Regions from separate parts of the Sus scrofa genome. Here region 1 is linked to region 2. A link is a contact called in public HiChIP or PLAC-seq data. All regions are on one chromosome and are shown on one strand. The core of a region is the stretch at or near the end of the contact, and the rest is flanking DNA. Distances in the headings are between cores, read along the strand shown. Region 1 overlaps LOC106506470 (a long non-coding RNA gene). Region 2 overlaps EGFLAM (pikachurin).

What was found. HiChIP or PLAC-seq counts read pairs in DNA pulled down with a chosen protein or histone mark.
Region 1: an H3K27ac HiChIP or PLAC-seq map of skeletal muscle shows a contact between it and region 2. The contact joins two enhancer-like sites. A contact is called at or near these places in 1 of 47 Hi-C or Micro-C datasets (skeletal muscle) and 1 of 2 datasets of contacts at active chromatin or transcription factors (skeletal muscle).

Annotation. Positions count from the first base shown.
Region 1 is chr16:23,903,637-23,911,447 of Sscrofa11.1, forward strand. The region is part of intron 4 of LOC106506470 (a long non-coding RNA gene); the gene reads right to left. Among named protein-coding and RNA genes, the nearest start is that of OSMR, 130 kb to the right of the region's middle. Within about 2 kb of position 6,240, at least 3 of the 83 cell types and tissues checked have an H3K27ac peak or open chromatin away from gene starts, as enhancers often do. A contact at or near this core is called in skeletal muscle, where this site is marked.
Region 2 is chr16:23,605,024-23,611,798 of Sscrofa11.1, forward strand. EGFLAM (pikachurin) reads left to right here. Exons shown (of 24, transcript XM_021076641.1): 24 at 729-1,211. The coding sequence ends at 883. Among named protein-coding and RNA genes, the nearest start is that of EGFLAM, 210 kb to the left of the region's middle. Within about 2 kb of position 4,933, at least 31 of the 83 cell types and tissues checked have an H3K27ac peak or open chromatin away from gene starts, as enhancers often do. A contact at or near this core is called in skeletal muscle, where this site is marked.

The sequences.
Region 1 (7,811 bases), core at 4,990-7,489, 300 kb after region 2:
GGGTGGTCTCTCTTTGAAGATCTCAAGTCTTGGCCTATGGGGTGAACTCCTCCACATTTTGGAATACACAGAATGTTCTGGAATGTCACGGGATGCCCTCCATGCTGGCAGTCCTCCTGGCTTCTTTGCGATGAAGGCTTCCTTCTGTCCCAAAGGTGCAGCCCCAGCACTTTCACCTAACCTCTCCCCTTCTCCACTCGCAAGAGAACATGGCCCCATTAGGAAAAGAAAACTAAGCCACAATCTGAAAACACATTAGCAAACAATTTAATTTTACCCAAGAGACAATCAGGAGTCACTAGAAGAGAGGAGAAAACACCTGAAGATGTTTGGGCTACTCTGTGTAATGACTGGAGCCATTATATGTCTAATGGTACTGGTCATTTGTACAGTTTACAAAATTTTTTTCACAGCCCTGATCTCACCTCATTGTGACATCCTGTGACATAAGGGCACTGCTGCCCTCATTTTGGAGATCAGGAAACCAAAGCTTAGAGGGTCTTCAGATCCAGTGCGCTTCACCCAGCCCCCAGCTGATACATCAGGTCAGCTGATTGGCTGTCTCTCAGCAACACTGTGAAGGCAGGAAACAAACCCTGAGCATGAGGCAGGAGCGATGTAGTTTCTCCATATTTTCTCACTGAATTCCCCCAACTCAGACTTCCTGGGTTCAAATCCCAGCTCCAACACTTGTTAGAAGTTGCCTTCTAGGCAAGTTGTATACTCAGGCCGTGCCTGGGTCTCCTCACATGTAACATGGAGATATGATATGCCTTCCTTACAATGTTGTTGTGGGGGTTAAATGAAGCAACCCGCTAAAACACAGAGCTCTGTGCTAAGAACTCATCACTTATTACCTATTACGACCATTGCTATTTCTTCTCTCTTTGTGCATGAAGGAAGTATGCTCATGAAGATTAAGTGGGAGAGTTGCTGAGATCGGAAACTAGTTTGACTCTTAAAGACCTTACCTTTTTTTTTTTTAACTGCCTTCTGCTACCCTCTACTTCCTCACTCTCTGCTGTTTTCTCCTTCAAGCCCCTTCCTCCTTGGCAAGCAGCCGGTTGCCCTTCCAATTGTTTCTGATCTTGGGCGGCCCGCATCAGAATGATCCGAGACCCTCCCCATAAGAACAGAACCAGAATTTCTGGAGCTGAGGCCCAGGAATCCGCTTTTTTCACAAGCAGCTCAGGTTATCCTCCTGCACCTTGACAGAGGTCAAGAGCCACTGACCCAGAGGGGCCACTGCAGGAGCTGTCGCTGCCCAGCCCTCCCACCTCCCCCTTCTCCCAGGAGGTACTCGAAGCTCTGCTGCTGTCTGCCTTTCCTGCCCTGCATGTCCCCTACCCCCTCTTTCATGAAGAGCAATGATCTGCTGTACAAGGCTGACACTGCTTGCTCTGTGGTGGCTGGTCACTCCAATCTACTTTGAATAATGGCTTATGGACATAATGCCTTATTTTGCCTCTTCATCAGAGCGGGTAGCAGGTAGAGAGTGGGGAGGAGAGGCAGGGGCTGAGCTACATCCTTCCGTGCGCAAGACCCACCATGCACAAAGATGCAACAACTACCCACCTAGGAAACCTCAGACTGTACTGAGGTCAAGCCTATAAAAATGAGATAACTTAGCAGAGCAAGCAAGTGCAAAAGAGGAGAAACTAAATCAATATTTGTATTAGAGCTTTATCTTATCTCACAAGTGCAGCAGATCCTTTCCAGAGAGGAGGCTGGGTGTCATTCACTATTTGCTTTCATTTATTCCAGTTGTGCAGATAATAGTCAACCGTCCCCACCCCCAATCCACAACTCCACTGAGAAGCTTTTATGAGATGCTCCTCTGCAGCTGCTAAGACTAAACCTCAGATTGGAACCCCAAGGCAAACAACCTTTCTGGTTTTCTTATCATGATGGGTTTTGTTTTTGTTTTTTCCGTTGCCCAAATTTCTTCTTAAAGTGGACTTAATCTCTGGTTATATAAACAGCTGAAGATATGCTAATTCCTGAGAGGATATTAGAGTGGGGCGAGGAGTTGAGGGAGTGGGGAAGAATGGAAGGAAAAAAATATTAATTATTAAACACTTACAAGATTTTAAAAATCACATAGCATCTGGCACTTTTTCTTTCCAAGTGCTCCATCGCCACTAAAGGCAAGGAAAGGCAGGCTTCTGACCATGGCGATTTGCCTAATTATGCTTTCTCTCCGCTAAAGTGGGAAAGGTTTCTACGGTCGGGTTGAAAAACACAGGTCCCACGAGGGGCCACCTTTGCTCCAAATGGAAATGCAGTTGCCCTCTCTGCCTTGATTTGATGCAGTCTCATTTTACAAACCAGGCTTGGAACCACTTAACAAAAGCAGTATGCAAATATATGTGAATAACATGCAAATCGGCTCCACAGCCCAGGAGCCTGGGTATGTTTCTACAACAGGAGAGAAACACTGTTCTCATTTTGCTTGCTGGAACTTGGGGCAGAGGAACTGGGTGTGGAAAGAACTTCAGGGTCTGGGTGTGGAAGGAGAGGTGGGTGATAGAAATAGTTGCTGATGCCTCAGCTTCTTTCGAGGGTACACCTGAATTTACCTACCCTATTTTCCATATATTTGGATTTCTGGAGCAGGTTTAATTTTACTATTACAACTTAGTGTCACCCAATAGTTTGGATAATGGGTGTTTGGAATTGGGGCTTAGAAATCCAATCATCATAACACAGGTGCTGTCCCCCCAGCCCTTGGGGACAGTCCGTGGGAGTCATGCCCCATGGACTCTCTTAGACCCTGGGGAGTCACCCAATGTCAGAGGCCGAATCATCCTCAGATAACATCTAGTCCACTCCCTCACGTTACAGATGGACAAACTGAGGCCCAATGGTCCAGTGTCACTATGATACACTGAGTTGGTGGCTATACTGAAGAAAGACTTCGGGCCTCATGAGCCTTGGTTCAGGAACTGCCTGGTTGCTCTCTCAGAGTTTACAAAGACTAGACAAGATATGAACACACTCTCTGAAATTTTCATCCATCTTAAAAAGGAGAGAGACAAATGGACAAAGGTAAAGAAGGAAGCTACATCTAATAGTGGGGTGGGGAGCAGAGTGGTCTGAGCTCAAGCATTGAAAGGAGATACAACGCGGACCAGCCACTTAGCTGATGTGTGGACTTAGAACTTGACCTAACTTTGCTGAGCCTTAGTCCTCATCTTTAAAACAGAAATAATAGTACCTACTTCCTGGGGTTGTCTAAGGATTAAAAGAGATAATGCACGGATCCTGGCACATACAAAATGCTTAATAAATACTGGCTCTTGTTATAACTCCAGTGCAGACATCCAAGGACTTGAATGGACTGCCAATGCATCAGTCCTGGGGGGCCTGTCCCTAAGCCAAACTTCCTCCCTGCCAGCTCCACTCTTCCGGCCTGGGATTCTAGCAGCCCAAACCCGCCCCTCCATCCCTCTCAACAAAGACAATCATGACAGTTTTAGTACTCAGATCCATGGATCTTTCCAGAAGGGTGGCAGGGCACTGACTAGAAATGAAGTTGCAAAAGGACCTGGGTTAAAGGATACTGGCGAGGAATTGAGAAGAAGAAGACAAGAAGAGCTACGAAGGGTGTTCCTTACATCTGTCATCCCAGTGCTGGATGATCTAAGAACGCCTTTATAAAGGATGGGGAACGTGAGATACAATCACCAGTCCTCCACAGAAGTTACATGGGTAGCAAAATACATACCCATCACTTTACTCCTACTTTGCATAAGTTGTAAACACCTGGGGATAGTACAAAAGGTTGTCCGCCCCTCCCCCAAGACCATTAAACCCCTATCCTGTAAAAGCTGGTTAAAGTAACATTTTACTCACGGACCACTCAGTCGCTATACTATGATGATTGATATTTATAAAGACCCTGATTCGACAAAGAAAGATAAAATAACACTCAGTATAGTTTGCATGAGAAATACCCTTGATCTCGTTCAGCGTCTGAAAATCAGCCACTCATCTTTCATGCCCTTTAAGCAGAGTACCCTGTTTTCGAGCTGTGTCAGAAAGTATAATCCACTCTCTTTCTTAAGTCCAGATCTACAGTTTTCCTCTCGAGTCCCCATTTATCTTCTTGCGAAACATATGCCCTAGAGAAACACAGGATAAAATTTTCTCAAGACTGTATTTGTTTTGCAGAGTGTGTCCCCGAGACTGGACACCACCCAGCTGTTGGAGATCCTGAGGCCGAGAGACGAGGTTCCGACGTTGCACATCAAACCCCAAAGCACAAAGCACAGTGGATCTCTCGCATTATCTTTTTTACCTTTTTTCTTTTTTTTTTTTTTTGGACACTGGACCTGACCCCCTAGAGATAAGACAAACAGAATGTCTTCCCCAAGACTGCTGCATCAGCATATATTTTCCACTTAAAGCTTTTAAGTATTTGACATATACATTTACGAACACCCCCAGTGGACTGTTAGGGTTTGGTTTAATCTCCAAGAAAACTGGCATTAAAATAGACCTTTTCCCAGCAATAATAATCTCATTTACGATAAATTATTCTATTCTCAGTAGCTTTGAGACACATGAGAGCTTTTATGTAATAAAGAAGCCATTTATTTCCGAATATGTTGGTGCATGTTTCCATATTTTTCTCATTTTTAATGCAAAGGCCGTTGACAGTATTGTAAGAGACAGTCTTTTAAAAGCAAATTTATGGCAAACGTTGCAGTGAAATGGATGGCAGCATGCATCAAGGCAGAGGTATACTGCTGAAAGGAGCAGGGCAGAGATGTTCTAATTCTCATTTATGTGCATAAAAGAGTAACCTCGACAGAGAAAGACAAGGTTACTGGGTAAACTGATAAGCTATGGGAGACCTCCCTTTAATTTAGGCACCATTCCTTGATTTGCCGTGTGTACTTAGCTCCTGCTCTGTCTCAGATGCCACCTCTGAGATACAGGGGAGAAGGACAGACGTTGGAGGAAGCCAAGATGACCACTGAGGAAAAAAGTCTGGGCTCTTATGAGTTAACTGGGAAGAGAAGCCGTTTTGAAAGGATAGAATACCCAGGAGCAGACAGCAAGAAGTCTCCTTCTTTGCTAGAAGTTTTGACTCTTTTGATTTTCCCTTTCAGAGCTGCTCATCTAGGTGTCACCTATCTGAAAAGCTGCCATGCTTGTGGTTCTTGATGGGGAAGGTGGGAACAGGGCCTGGAAGGGGAAATTGTGCCAGAATCAAAATATACATATTTGTGCGTCTGTGATTTTAATTTATGCTGGACTCTTGGGGGAGAAAAACCCTTTGAGAAATCTCCTCAGGTATATAATTCAGATACACATCCTAATTAAGAACCACTGCATTAGTGTAAGTATGAGATTTAACCTCAATCTTATGTACTGACAAGAAAATGCATTCTTGACATGAGCGATGCAGCACTTCTAGGATAAGAAGCCAACTTCCATGGATAGCTTATGATGTTCTTTTGGTAAAATGCTCAGTGCATTTTCTGGATGTTAATACTGTCCATCAGTAAGAGTAAGCCATTTTCTGTGGGTCAAGCTAATTCAAAGTCACTCTCTGGATAGAAGAGTTCTCTTCTGGGTCAAGAGTCTAATTTTAGTTCTGGCCATGTGAGCTATTTTGGTCTTGGGGTTGTTGCCTAATACCACTCTAAATATTGCATCTAGCTCTCAGTTCCCTTCCAAGCACCTTGAAAAATGAGAACAAATATAATAAAAGGGAATGGATAAGTCAGAGTGAGGGTGATTTAATAAAAGCAAAACTAGAAGGAAAGAGAAACGCCTGCACTGCCCACCTACTCTGTGCCAGGCACTGTGCTACATGCGCCCACTGTTAGAATGGAGATGTAGAATAGGAAATGTTTAAGGATTCTAGACCCAGGGGACTAATGGCTCAGGTCCTCTGTCTAATATGGTAGCCAGTAATCATGAGTAGCTATTGAGTAGCTGAAATGAGCCAGTGCAAGTTAAGATGTGCTGTAAGTGTCAACTACCTATCAGATTTTAAAGATTTGGTTCAAATAAAAGGAAGGTAAATTATCTCACTAATAATTTTTATATCGAATAAATGATGATCTGATAATATTGCGGATATTGGGTTAAATAAAAAGTATTATTAAAATTATTTCACCTCTTTTGTTTTACCGTGTTTAAATGTATGACTACTAGAAAACAAATGACATATGTGAGGCTTGTGTTAGTGGCTCTTGTTATACTTCTACGGGTAGCACTGGTGCAAGACTGTTCATGAAACTCAGTTCTGTCATCTAGAAGAGGAAATCTCTATGTAAGGTGATAACCCATTGTTATCCAGGGTCAAAGGTTCCAAATCCTTCATAAGGACTAAGCCTCTGAGCTGCTGAATGTAAGTGGAGGCACTTTGACTCCATTAGGGACACACTGATGGCACAGGCTTTGACTAGGGGCTGCAGGAAAGAGCTCAGACTCATTCCCAGATGGATAGAAAAGCTGAGTCGCTGTGGAACACAGAAAGTGGTGAGAGAAAAGTGTGAGCACTCAAAAGCCATGTGAAATGACTGGGGGTAAGGAGTGGTGCTGAAATGGGGAAAGGGTGAGAGGACTTGGAAAATCAGGAATCACAAGAAAATTCACTAGCTCTTTCCAAGGTCAAGATTTCAAAAAACTGATTAGGAATTTCACGAGCAGTAAAAACTGATATTCACTGCATCTCACAGAATGTCTGTTACTGTATTAAATGTTCTATGTATCAACTCCTCCAATCCTGTGAAAAACTCTATTAGGCAGGCATTACTATTATTTCATTGAAGTGACGCAGAAACCAAGGCTGGCAAGTTTAATAACTTGCTGTTTTCACATCTGCTAAGTGATGAAGCTGGGATTGAGGCTGAAGAGTCTAAGTCAAGCCATGGCTTAGCCATGAGCTCATGCTCTGCACCACTGCAGAGCTCAAAACCCACGTCCTCCCATCTCAGGAGGACGTAAGAGCCCTGGGGAAAAGACAAGGGGTGGGGATGGGTCCCAGTCAACTTTCTTTGAGTCATTTTCAGGACAGTCCTGGGAGCTGGGGCCACAAAGAAGGAAGACTAATATATAGCTGGGAGTTGAGAACCAGCATTTGGGTGATTGAGCAAGAAATCCTGGTAGCAGGAGGTATTTACTGAGGGTGTGGGCTCTAGGAGCCAGCTGCCTGGGTTTGAATCCCAGCTTGACCACTTTCTAACAGAATCCAAAGACACCATTTTCTTAGCTATAAAGGTGACTAATTCCTCAAAGAGTTGTAGAATTAAATAATATGCATGGAAAGGGCTTAGTAAGTACACATAGTAAGTCCAGCAATAAAATTGGCTGTTACGGCAGTAGAGAAGTTGTAAGATCAAGCTCTAAAATCTGGCTTCCCATCACCATCATCGCTGCTTCCCTCCCCACCCCCCAGATGAATCAGTATGTTTGGAGTCAATGAAATGTAGAAGTACCCGTGAGCAAGCCAGCTTTGCCTTAAGGCAGAGAAAAGAGGTGCAAAAGAAAAATGCTACAACTTTGGGTCTCCCTCCTCAGGAGATGAGAGGTGTTGAGATATTCAAGGAAAATCCTGGATGCTCATCAGTGCAAGAAGTTAGGGTTAGTTTGACCTCCCTTCACCCATAGTGAAGTCCTTTGCCTTGAATGGTGAAGCATCCCTCTAGGGAAGAGAACTCCCCTCCAGCCTCCTTAAGAGGCCCAGCAACAATGGACCAGCATAGCAGGCTAGACTAGAAGTGTCCCCAGGAACTGCCCATATCAGACAGCAGCCAGGTGGGCTGGGCCAGTACAAAGGGTTGAGGCAAGAC
Region 2 (6,775 bases), core at 3,683-6,182:
GGAACCTGCTAAATATAGCTCCTCCAGTTCTCCTTAAGGAAGGAGGGTCTGTCACTCTGGCCCCTGTCAAAACTAGAATGAGTGGTATTTTTGAACCCACTCATGCAGACACGTAAACATCAAAAGATAACCTCTATCCACATGATATTTCCCAAAAGTGAACTGAGGTGAGAGACTCGGCGTCAGTGTATTGCTTTTGGTTTAAGGTGACATCACCTCTTCCCACACACTACATTGTGTTGACATTGTACAACCTTCTTTCAGAATGTACCAGGCTCCTTTTTTTGGAGAAGGAAGTGTTTATTATCATTTGTAGCAAAGCAGCAGCTCCCTGAATAGGAAAGTTGGGGAAGTTTTAAGCTAAGGGTACATGCATATTCATGAGGGGGCTTGAGTGGAGGAGAATTCGGCATGGAATTGGGGTGAAGGTGGACAGAGTCCAAGCTTCAGTTGATCGAAGTCAGGAAGGTCAGCCTCATCATCTTACCTGGTTTTAAGGGGACGACGAGGGTAGAAATCACGTAGGAGGTGGGACTTACAGGCTCTCGTCTCTAGTGGATCCAAGTCAGCTGGTTCCTTCCAGGATCATTATAAACTGGACAGATGCCGTGTACTGAGTTCTAGGTACCGCAGTCTCATGCTGTCAGCCAAGGGGCACCTGGGTCTGTAGGCACTCAAGAGACATCCTCCTCTTTGGCTCACGCCATCTCCCTCTTGCTTCCTGGCAGGTGGAATGAAGGAAATTGCCCTGCACACTAATAGGCAGTACATGCGAGGCCTCGTGGGCTGCATTTCTCATTTCACCCTGTCCACTGATTACCACATTGCCCTTGTGGAAGACGCCGTGGATGGGAAAAACATCAATACTTGCGGAGCCAAGTAACACCAGCTGGCCTTGCCCGAGGGACTGAGCCTTCTATCCTGAGAATCCCGGGGGGGCCCGAGACTGCCTGACGCCACACACAGAGGCACGGGGACCAGGTGTATTTCCTCTCAGCAAGGAGCAAGTACACCCTGATGAGAAACGAGGACCGAGACAGGAGCCCCTGTGTGGCCTTTCCTGCTGACACTCCGTGGGCCAAACCCAACGGAATGCTCTGTGTAGGAAGCATCAGTTGCCTGTGGAGTGGCTGCCAGAGATCACACGTCAAGGCGAATTTCACAGCCTGTCTGCTCTAGCTCAGTGACTGTGTTGTGATTCATAGTTCGTTTAAAAAAAAAAAAAAACAACAGAGAGGGAGACCCAAAGGGCAGTATTAAAATACTTCTCTCCTCTCCTGATTCATGACACTCTTACTGACAGCAGAATGACTGTGTGACCTTGAACCTGGAATTTCTCACCTTGGCCCATGGATTACTACGCTTAACCCCTTCCCCTCCTCACTGACTGGTTCAGCGTGCTCTGACTATGAAAATAAGGATGAAGGGAGACTAGAGATATAGAGATAGAATCATAATTATAAAGCTGCCCCCCACACCCCCATGTAGAGTTTACCTTTAATGCGAAATCCCTACTTTTTATAATGCAAATCTAAGAAAATGGGCACCAGGATTTTGTAGCTGTCCTTTTCTATGTGTATATTTTTATAGCTACAGATTGTCTGCACAGTATACTTTTGCAAGTTCAGGTGGACAACCTTGAACTCTTTGCACCCTTCCTAAGAATTTTCTCCCACAGGAGACTCGTGTGGGCCCTTTGTGGCATCAGAGGAGTGGGGTGGGCACCCTGGGGAGCTGCCCCTTCTCTCTCCGTAAATGATGATGGCTCAAGAAGGTGGATATGAAACGTCTTCCAAAATAAGCAGATGAAAAGGCACAGGTGTGAGCTGAGGTGGGTCACTGTCGTTTGGGTTTTAAGAGTGCGGGTCTGCAGTAACTTGAATAAAGGAGACGAGGAAGGCTCCAGGACGTTCATTTGGTCATTTGTTCCTCTGTGGATGGGTTACTGATCCCTCCCGAGGCTCTGGCAATGCAGGCTCAATCCCTGGCTTCGCTCAATGGGTTAAGGATCCAGCATTGCATGCCACAACTGTGGCATAGGTCAAAAATGTGACTCAGATCCCCTGTTGCCGTGGCTGTGGCGTCACCCTGCAGCTGCTGCTCCAATTCAACCCCTAGCCCGGGAACTTCCATATGCTGCAGGTACGGCCGTAAAAACTCCAAAAAAAAAAAAAAGGTGGAGGGGGGGTTCTACAGGAGTTCCCACTGTGGTGCAGTGGATTGAGCGTCTGACTCCAGCGGCTTGGGGCACTGCAGAGGTATGAGTTTGGTCCCCCACCTGACACAGTGGGTTGGGGGATCCAACATTGTTGCAGCTACAGCGCAGGTTGCAGGTACAGCTGGGATTTGATCTCTAGCCCAGGAACTTTCATGTGTTGAGGGTGTTGCTATTTAAAAAAAAAAAAAAAAAAAAAAAAATTCTACAAGATAAATTAACCAGAGACATTAGTCTTTTTTACTTTTTTAAATTAAAAAAAATTTTTTTGTATTTTTAGGGTCGCACCACGGCACATGGAGATTCCCAGGCCAGGAGTCAGATCGGAGCTGCAGCTGCCTGCCTACACCACAGCCACAGCAATGCAAGATCTGAGCCTCATCTTCGACCTACGCTACAGCTCATGGCAATGCCAGGTCCTTAACCCACTGAGCGAGGCCAGGAATCGAACCTGTGTCCTCATGGATGCTAGTCGGATTCATTTCCACTGAGCCACAACGGGCACTCCGAGACATTCGTCTTGAGCTTCAGCCTTCTGCCTCCTGGCTTTGAGGACCTTTGATGACCAGGATCCTTCCCACCAGACCAATAAAGGTAACAACAACAACAACAGGAAATCCCCTCGCCTACACATGTCACCTTGTGAGTGCAGAGGGAGAAAACCACATGGTAGAAAGTGGGTTTTACCACCTCCCCACCACCCTCACCTCCACGCAGCTTCCTTGGAGACATCTAGGGCCAGTGCTTCCCAAGATACAATAGAGTTGCTTTCACAACTCCAAAGGATTCACATTTTGAATTAATTGCCTCCAGCCAAAAAAAGAAGGCATGGTGATTTAAGCAAAATATCCAGCTGAGCTGAAGCCAGTAGAGTTGGGCTGTGGATGAGCTGTCATTCCCTGCAAGTGTTAGCCAGAGGAAAATGCGAGAAAGGGGTGGGTGGGAGGAGTGGAGCTTGGAGCTGCTGAGGGTGCAAAACACCTTCCCAGGGGTGGGAGAGGAGGGGGTGCAAAAGGGACTGGAGGGGGACAGGTGACATGAGGTGGAGTCAGGGCAGTAAAGATGCTGTGGATGAGAGGGCAGCAGCGTAGGGCAGCTGGTCACAGGGGAGGCTCAGGGTAGGAGAACAGGGTAAGAGACAGCATAGCCCAAGGTGGGGTGAGTGAGCTCTTGGACCCTCTCAGTGGCCAAAAATCAGGAGATGCAACTTAGAGCAGAGGAAGTTGGGAGGATATAACCCTTGTCCTGAAGCTGAGGGATCAGACCTGGGTTCAGATGGGCAGGAGAGCTAGCCCGGCGTTGTGGTCCCCCCGACCCCACCCCACCACCTCCATTTCCTCTGTGAATGTATCTGCTATCTATTGCCACAATAGTGCTATATGACAAATGACCACAAAACCTCAGTGGCACACCACAAGACATGCTGCCTGCTTACATGCCTTGAGTGGTCAGCTGGGCAGCTCTGCTGATCCTGGCTGGGCTTCACTAGGTGGCTCTGGCCTCAGCAGGACTTGTTCACTCATATAGGGTGGCTCGCTTAGCGTGGCCATGGCCGGGATGGTGAGGTGACTTGGGTCTGCTCCAGCCTCCTCCTGGGACCAGCAAGCCAGCCTGATGTGCCCTTTGCATGACCACAGGGGAGGCCGAGGGCCCTGGAATCGAGGTCTAAGGCCTTTTCTAGCCTAGGTTTGGAAGCACCTTGTGTCACTTCTGCTACATCCTATCAATCGGAGTCCATACATTCAAGAGATAAAGAAACGCCACCTCCATCATGATTACAGGTCGCCTGGCACAGGGCCTGGGGTACAGAGGAGGTGGAAAATCAGGGCCATCAGTGCAGTCAAAGCCCCACAGCAAGTCCTGCGCTGTTGAGGGCGGGGCTGTGAGAGGAGGAGGGAGTCCGCGGCTGTGGTGTGTCCGTAGGACCCTTGGAGCTGGGAGGGGTCCTGTGAGGTTGCGATGACAGGCCCAGCCCGGGGTTGCAGCTTCGGCTCCTCCAGCCCTGCCTACTGCACTCCCGTTTTTCCATTTTTCTGTTCTCCGGCCTGTGGCCTGATACTTGTAGGCCATGTTGTTGTGCGGAGGAAGGACTGGCGGGGGGACAGGATCTGTGTCATGGCTTTTGGGCAGCAGCTCTGCGCAGAAGGCCAGCTGGGCTCTTGGCTAGATGGAGAGGTTTGAGGAGCAGCCAGGGAGCGTGGAGTTGAAGGCAGCCCCTGATGGCTCAGGAAGGATGTCATGAAGCATAGGTCCCTGAAAAGCGTTTGTTCCAGTCAGGAGCTGAGAAAATTCCCCAGAACTTCCCGTGTGTTCTTGAAGCAAGGACGGCTGGGGTGGGGTCAGAGAAGGGAACGTTCCTGCTTTTCCCGCTAAACCTGACTTTGACAGCATGCATTTCCTCTAAGCCCAGCTTTGGGATCTCTCTCACGAAGGTTTGTGGGCTCTCTTTGGTCCCCAGGCTGCTCCAGAACCCGGGAAGCGGCAGCTCGGGCAACCCTGCCCTCAGGCGCCACTCTGAGCAGCTGTGCTGCTCTCCTGCCCTCTTGTTTGCCTTCAGTTTCCAAGCCCGGTCCTGCCCCGTCTCCAGGCCCCTTGGACACGAACAGGCCCTCTGGTTTCTACACACAAAGGGCCCTGGTTTCAGAGGGACCGGGGCTTCCCTTCCCACGTCCCTCCTCTCCTTCCCACCAACCCACCTCTGCTCCTCTCCTGCTTGCAAGGAGCTGCCTCCTCTCCAAGTGGGAGGAAGGATCTCGGAAACGTGCCCGGAGCTGGCAGGCCCAGTGCTTTCCATTTGGAGGAAATGCTGCATTTTTCACCTTTCACCCAGAAAAATATGGTTCTCAGCAAGCTTGTTTGTAGCGCTGAGAGTTCCCAAAGGAAGGAGAATAGGGAGTTGGGGAGGGGGTGCTCACGGCCCCTCGCAGGGCCCGAGGGCCAGCCCCCTGCCCCCGAGGCCGAGCTTCCCGGGGAGGGAGGCACAGGGGCAGCCTGCAATGGCCCAGCTGCTGGGGAAAATGAAGGCGGAGAATTCCAGCTCCACGTGGAAAGCTGAGTCATCCTTTAGGAGACCAAGCATTGGCTGTTTCACGTTCCCTTCTTGGCCTCTCCAGGAACACACAGTGGCTGCCCTTGAAGGTGGAGGTGGGGGTAGGCGGGTGCCGGTCCCTTAATGGAGAAGGGTTCTTTTGGCTTATCTTGTCAAAAGCAGGGAAGAAGTGCACCAGGCCTGCCATCCAGAAGGAGCCCACCAAAAAAGCAAATACAAACCAACAAACCGAAAAAGGAGTTCCTGCTGTGGCGCAACGGGATCACTGTCTTGGGAGCACTGGGACGCAGGTTCCATCCCCGCACAGTGGGTGAAGGATCTTCCGTTGCTGCAGCTGTTGCTTAGGTTGCAGCTGTGGCTCAGACCTGATCCCTGATGATATGGTCAGGGAACTCCTTATACCCCAGGGGCAGCCAAAAAACAAACAGAAGGAGCCCAGAAGTTCCTGTTGTGGCGCAGTGGTAACGAATGCAACTAGTACCCATGAGCACTCAGATTTGTTCCCTGGCCCTGCTCAGTGGGTTAAGGATCTGGCGTTGCCCTGAACTTTGATGTAGGTCTAAGATGTGGCTTGGATCCCGCATTGTTGTTGCTATGGTGTAGGCCAGCAGCTGTGGCTCTGATTCAACCCCTAGCCTGGGAACTTCCACATGCCACGCATGCGGCCCTAAAAAGCAAAACAAAAGCAAAAACAAAAACAGAAGGAGCCCAGAGGGGAGAGGGCTGCCAGCAGGGAGTCAACATCGGAATCCAGAAAAAGGAATTTGGGCTGCTTCTGCCCACTCCACCATAGTTATATCACCAAATGGAGGAGGCAGGGTCATTCAGCAGCATCGGAAGTAGCTTTTTCTACAGCACACGTGAAACAGACAAGGGCAATATAAGCAGCCCTGCCTAGGTCAAGCATTTGAGGCTGAAGGCATTTAAGCCAGGGGTCTTCGTCCAAGTGACAGGCTGTCCTTAGGAAGTCCCAGCTGATAGGTGGTGCTATTCAGGCAGCAAAATGACTAATCCAGTTCAACAGCCGGGTCTGGCTTCTGAGAGAGACCCTGTGAGTAATTGCACTTCAAACTCATGTTCAAAGAATGTTCACATATTTGATCTCAACAACAGCCCTCCTTTGATGATGGCAGGAGCAGATGGCAAGGCCAGTCTGACTTGGGAGGATGGAGGCTGGCCGGAAAGGCCAAGAGACTTGCCTGTGGTCCCACCACGAGGACACAACATGGTGCTTCACTAGGGACCTTTCTGCCCCTTACCCGACCTTCAGTCAGATGCAGCGGCCCATGGACCCCAGGCTTGTTCCGTGGCATTCTGGGGCTCCCTGAGGTGAGCTGTCATTGGCCGGGGAGTCTTGTGGGTGAGGGGATTTCGGCAGAGACCAGTCCCCCTCGTGTCTGCTTGCCAGGCTCATCACAGCTCCAATCTGCCTTCTTCCAAAGCTCTCCTATTATGAGGACTCTGGCTTGAACAAATCCGAAAGCAGAGACCAGAGCTGCCCCTTGGGTGGG